2 separate regions of the Zea mays genome follow, and region 2 is linked to region 1. Evidence: chromatin contacts called from public Hi-C data. All regions are on one chromosome and are shown on one strand. Each heading gives the region's core, a stretch centred on a gene start, on an enhancer-like site or on the middle of the called end of the contact. The rest is flanking DNA. Distances are from core to core; before and after follow the strand shown. Region 1 holds the start of LOC103626142 (KH domain-containing protein HEN4). Region 2 holds the start of LOC100192058 (putative RING zinc finger domain superfamily protein).

Evidence for each region. A called contact is a pair of places that touch in the nucleus more often than the background predicts.
Region 2: a Hi-C map of ear shows a contact between it and region 1, with 2.2 times the contacts expected there. The contact joins the promoter of LOC100192058 here to the promoter of LOC103626142 in region 1. A contact is called at or near these places in 3 of 25 Hi-C or Micro-C datasets (ear, endosperm and tassel).

The regions. Positions count from the first base shown.
Region 1 is chr5:26,808,114-26,810,981 of Zm-B73-REFERENCE-NAM-5.0, forward strand. LOC103626142 (KH domain-containing protein HEN4) reads left to right here and starts at 1,445. Exons shown (of 8, transcript XM_035958980.1): 1 at 1,445-2,161. It overlaps LOC100274553, which reads left to right. Exons shown (of 3, transcript NM_001148908.2): 3 at 1-1,058. The coding sequence ends at 855.
Region 2 is chr5:27,116,494-27,119,361 of Zm-B73-REFERENCE-NAM-5.0, forward strand. LOC100192058 (putative RING zinc finger domain superfamily protein) reads right to left here and starts at 1,438. Exons shown (of 2, transcript NM_001137481.1): 1 at 182-1,438. The coding sequence starts at 1,356. The coding sequence ends at 199.

The DNA of each region.
Region 1 (2,868 bases), core at 195-2,694:
GGGGATACACAAAGACAATCTCAAATGCCTGAAATGTCTACTGCACGGGCTCCTTCAAGGCCAGGTGTTTCACAAGATCGTGATGAACGCTCTCGCTACCACCAGTCCAGGGAGCAAACACCACTGAGGCCCCCAACCCTTTCAAAACCACCTTCATTCCATGGTCGGCATTCGTACCCACCAGGGGATACTCAGGCCGAGAACAATCCACCTCAAGGATTCGACCGGGCCTACAACTGGGCTTCTCAATCACGGCAAGAGAGCCCAGGTGCGGCGACTCCACTTCGCCAAGAATCTGACCAAAGTATTCAGGACAAGCAGCAATTGATGGCTAATGCACCTTTTATGTTTCCGCCGATTCCTCCTCACCAGGGAAACTTTATGATGCCTATGAATATGAATCAGCCTTTGATTCCTAATGCACCATTCAATTATCCTCTCCAGCAAGATGGAAACCCTCAGTACTTCTCTGCCCCTTTCCAGATGCAGCTACCAGATACTGGATCAGAACAAGGTTCCATGTCAAATGTCCAGCCTCCAGCTGGTCCTATGAGTTTCCCTGAGGGGCCTCAGCGCCCATGGGGTATGAGGCTGATGAGTAATCCATTTCAATCGATGGCCCTTGGTCAGGGAATGATTGATGGTGCGGGTGATCCTCAAGGTGGTGGTGGCCTTGCCTTCATGCAAGCTGGTTTTGGGGGCATGCCTGATGGCTCCATGAATACAGGCATGCCCGATAGAGGTGATGGAAGGGGTATTCTAGCACAGATGCATATGCAAATGCAGATGTCACTTCCCCCACCTCCGCCTACACAACCTCCTCCAGGTTCACAGCAAACGTTTAACAGGACTTGATATTTTTTTTTGTACGAATTGATGGCAACTCCCAGAATTGCATGTCAATTCATTGAGCAAATTGTAATTTTGTCGTTTTTGGCATGTAACCTGTGGACTAGATGGCTCAGTTCTGTTCCCTGGTTGGATAGGAGCCTGTATTATGCTATAACTCCTGTTTGAATGAAATGTTCCGAAATTTCGAAATTTTAGTTCGAGATGGTAGATTCTAGTATCAGTAAAATATGTTTTAAGAAAAAAACGATGCAGTAAGAAGTTTGAAACATGCGGCTTCAGTTAACGTGGCATTGTCGAACCCTGATAAATATATTGCTTGAGGTTCTTTTTTTTGTTGCAACATTCATGTCAGCGTATACAAGTGTGATTTTGGTTTAGCTCCATATATTGCAAATCACGTAGACCGTCATGTGCGAAGAAAATTTGTTCCATCTATAAATATCTAGCCTAACTTGAGTCTGTATGCAATGGATCAGGCTTATTGTTTGATTGGTTTCACTCTTGTACCAGACCTAGTATAGATTTTAACAAGGTGAATGGACCTCCTTTTTTTCACGGTCCATTTTTCATCCGAATGCCAACCTACATCTAAATCTTTTTTTTATACTGAAAAGGACAGCAGCACGGGTTGCAGCTCAACCAAATCAAACACACAAAGATGCAAGGCTCCGCCTTGGAGAACTTTGAGGATGCATTAGTCATCTATCTGACGGACACACAGCAAAATGAACGAAGATGGAAGTCCTAACAAGATAGGAACCCAAATCTAGGGGCGCGGCCAGCCATCTAGGTGACCACGCGGGGGGCGGCCAGACGGCCAAGCGGAGGCGGGCGGGGGTCAGCGGCCAGCTTCTACAGAGGAACGGCGAGGACGGAGCCAGGCAACGGCGCGACGCACGCAGGACGCGAGACCTCCGCCTCGTCGACCGCTTGTTCGGGCTTGTTCGGAGCTAGGCGAAGTCGAGCTCCTGTCTTGTTCATTGGAAGCTTTATTTAAGAGTGTTTCCAATGAGCTCGTGTTCCTTGGCCACCACGGCCGCGATGAGGCGGGGCCGGAGGGAGACGGGGCGAGCAAGTCGCGGCGGCAGCGAGGACTGAAGGCCGAGATCTGGGGCAGGGCAAGGAGAGGGCGAGGTGCGACAGGAGAGGTAGGGAGGAACCACTCACAACTCGATTGCATAAAAAACTCGGGTCCGGAAGCTGGTTCCTGTCTGACGACGCTGTACTCAAGCCACACGTCGTTCGAGCTGTGGCGGACTGCCCGTGAAGCGCGGGGAGAAGCTCAAACTCCACCGGGTTTTAATAAAAGGTAATTGGTTAGCTAGGTGAGAAAGAAGCCAACAGAATATTTCATATAGAAGTGATATCTGTTTTGTTCATAAAATATTATGAACACAAAAATGAAAATCGGTTTCTTAATTAAATCCATTAATCAAGAAACATAATAAGAAACCTAAATAAAATCATGTCTGTTTTTATGCCTAACCTGTTTGAGTTCATGTGACAAAAATGGTCGATGGTCCTTCCTCATCAATCCCCAGACAATCAATCGCATCCTTAGCATGAATCATTACTAGTTAGATACTTGTGCACTGCTACACTGCTACAGTTTCTATATATTACATGTTGTATGGATAGATTGTGTTTTAATAAAATATAAAATTATGTTTGGTTTGTTGGTTAGTTAGATGTGAATGTGGACCCAACAATCAAGATTTGAACCCTAATTATGCACAATTGTACCTTATTGGCAGTAAAATTCTAGACAAACACAACCCACAAAAGCAAAGCAATTGCTTAATAATAATAAATAATGTAATGACCGTGCATTTCTATGGTACACAACAACAACATTACACTTTATCTTAGTCAAAAGACCTATAAAAATATAAGTTAAAAGAAGCCCGACCCTTTTTTATGCCTCGTTTGGTCGCTCATCATTCTTTAGCTAACGAGGTGGTATTGTATGGGAGTGTTGCATTGCGTGCGACTTTCTGTTATGTTAGAGTTGGATGG
Region 2 (2,868 bases), core at 188-2,687, 310 kb after region 1:
GCTACCAAATACTAACTGCTGACCTTCTGTTGTCCTGCTAGACTGTTGACACCTAATTGACGCCTAAGTGTCCAGGCGCCCAGCCAGTGCATGGCCTCACTGTGGCGCTGTGATTTGAACAATGAAAAACTATATATCTAGTATATCTAGTAACGGTAGCAGAATTTTATTTTGAAAATACCTCCAGCTGATTTGTGATCAATTCTTGTTGCTGGGTGGGTCACCATCCTGTGCATTTCCTTGTGAGTTGCTACCACTGCCTCCACTGTTCCCATCCTGCTGCGATGTTTGCCCTCCCAGTCCACTGAATGGCCACGGCAGCGACACATTGAACCTCCTCTCAACCACCCTTGGATTCTCCTGCCTCTCCTCCATCTGTCCCTCAGCAGCAGTAGAGCTCCCAGATGCAGCAGCAGCCACACCAACAGCCGGCTGAGGATTAGTGCCCTTCCGCCCCTCGTAATCAGGATCGTCAGTAGGCAGCTCAAATCGGCAGATGGGGCACGAGTTGTGAAGCTCAAGCCACGGCACAATGCAGTCAGTGTGGTAGATGTGCTTGCAGGGCATCTGCTTGGCCACCTCTCCAGGCGAGAAATCCTCCTTGCAGACGGCGCACTCAGCGCCCTCCGCAGCTGCGACCATGGCATGAGTCACGAGGACGTCGGGGAGCGAGGAGAGGACCGATTTGGCAGCCGGCGGCGTGCCATAGCGGTTGGGGTCGTTCTCGGCGAGCTGCTCGATGAGTTGTTCGAGGCCTGGGCCGACGAAGTAATCCCCAAAGCTTGCCCCGCCGATACGCCCGAGGCCGGGTCCGGAGCCGAGGGTGACGCTGGCGTCGTCGAGGAGGACCTGGATGTTGGCGCCTCCCTCAACGAGGCTATGGATGTAATTCTGGAAGAACATGACCGGGTCGAAGGGCTCGGGCTCGTTCTCGGGGGTGGCCGTGCCGGCGGCGGCGCGCGAGGCAGAGCCGCCGACCCTGATGGGTTGTTCGCCTAGTCCCAGGAAGGAGTTGAGGATGGAGGAGATGTCGTTGGGCTGGGAAGGGGAGGTCGCGGCGGAAGAGGACGAGGACGATAAGGAAGGGGACCCACCGGAGCCGGCTGCTGGGGCGGGGGCCGGGGTGGTGCTGGCGGCGGGGATCGTGGTGGGGGCAAAGGGGAACGGGAAGGGCAGCGGGATGAAGGTGGGGGCAGGGACGGTGACCTCCTCGAGGAAGTCGCCGTGGCACTCGGGGCACGAGAGCTCCCCGGCGGCGGCGGCGGAGGCCGCGATGAGAACGGTGCGGTTGCATTGGTAGCAAAAGTATTGCTTGCGCGCGGCGGCGGCGTAGTAGGCGGCGGCTGGAGTCGACATGGCGGCGCCCGGCGATCTCGCGGCGAGGGTGGATGGATTGGGATTTTTTTCTCTCGCTCTCTCTATGGAATTTAGGTCATCGATTTTCTAGTGCTGTGTTTTGCGGCAAGCGAATTGAGATTTCCCCCACAATTTATTTAGGGAAATTTGGATCTATACCATTAAAAGATCACCACTTTGGATCCATACCATTACTATCTCACTTACATGTGGGTCCACATGAGTCAATGACATGTGGGGTCCATGGTATATATCTAAAGTTTGGATCTTTTAATGGTATAGATCCAATTGTTCCATTTATTTATGTTTATATATTTATTACGAAGCGTGGGAGCACGCCATAATACTCTGAACAACCATTTCCCTTTATACCTCTTCTCTACTCCCCACATAAGTTTGTTGTTTTGACCGGTTATCCTATATGCTTCATAAAAAATTACTAAGTTCATCGTAACTTAAACTATAATTCTTTTAGTTTAAAATGATTTAATCCTATATATATTGTTGCTGATCAAAGTTAATAGTTTGACGTGTGTTTAGTTTGGTTTAGCTTGAACTTTTGTCCCTAAAAGCTAAATCAAATGGATGGATCCAGAAAGCAATTTTTACTAAAAGCCGACGTTCTCGTAGTGCAAAATTGAATGCAACTCTGGACTAGCGGCTTTCGGATGAAACTGTAAAAATATGAATAGAAGAATTTTTATCGGCTTTTAGTAGTTTTCACCAAACGGTTTATAACATTTTAGCCGTTCACAACACATAGTAGCTTTTTTCACATCTCATGGCCCGCAACAGCTTTTTTACAGCCACAATCCAACCAAGCAAGCCCTTAGGACAAACATAAAAAGACAAATTCATGTGGACGGAGGCAGTACTATATAAAGCAAATCACGTAGGTTTATTCTGTGTCGCGCTTCTCGCTTAACAAACAGAGGGGGGTAATGGCGATGACACCTCCATAAGGCATTATCTCGCTAGAGGCAAGGCATTGAGAAGTCTTCTCGCTCTCGCTCCATTGCTCTAACCTCCATTCCCGCCCGGAGCTCGCCCGAGCGGTTGTTGCCATCGTCGGTAGCAGTACAAACTTCATGTAAAAATCAAGAAATAGGAGCACCCAGAACACTATTGGGACGAATCCATCTCAGCTCAAAGTGGACCTAAGAAATCTTATGAAGGGAAGGAAGGGAAAGGGGCAGGGGGTTCTAAGAAATTCTCCCTCTACATATAGTTTATCAATCTAGTGACCTCCCCAATGCTTAGAATAGTAGAACACAACAGTCGAAAACACATCTATCGCATAATCTGATGATCACCAAATCAATACTAGTTTCCGTGGTCATCGTGCGTCATGTGCGAAACGCGTAGGTTTGTTCTTCTCACTCGCTTCTCGCTTAACAAACAGGAAAGGATAATGATGGTGACACACCCTTGTCTCGCTAGAGCCAAAGCTAGCCCCCTATTTCTGCTACAAATCATGGGCAATGGAGGCATGCTCAGGTGCGGGGTGAAAGT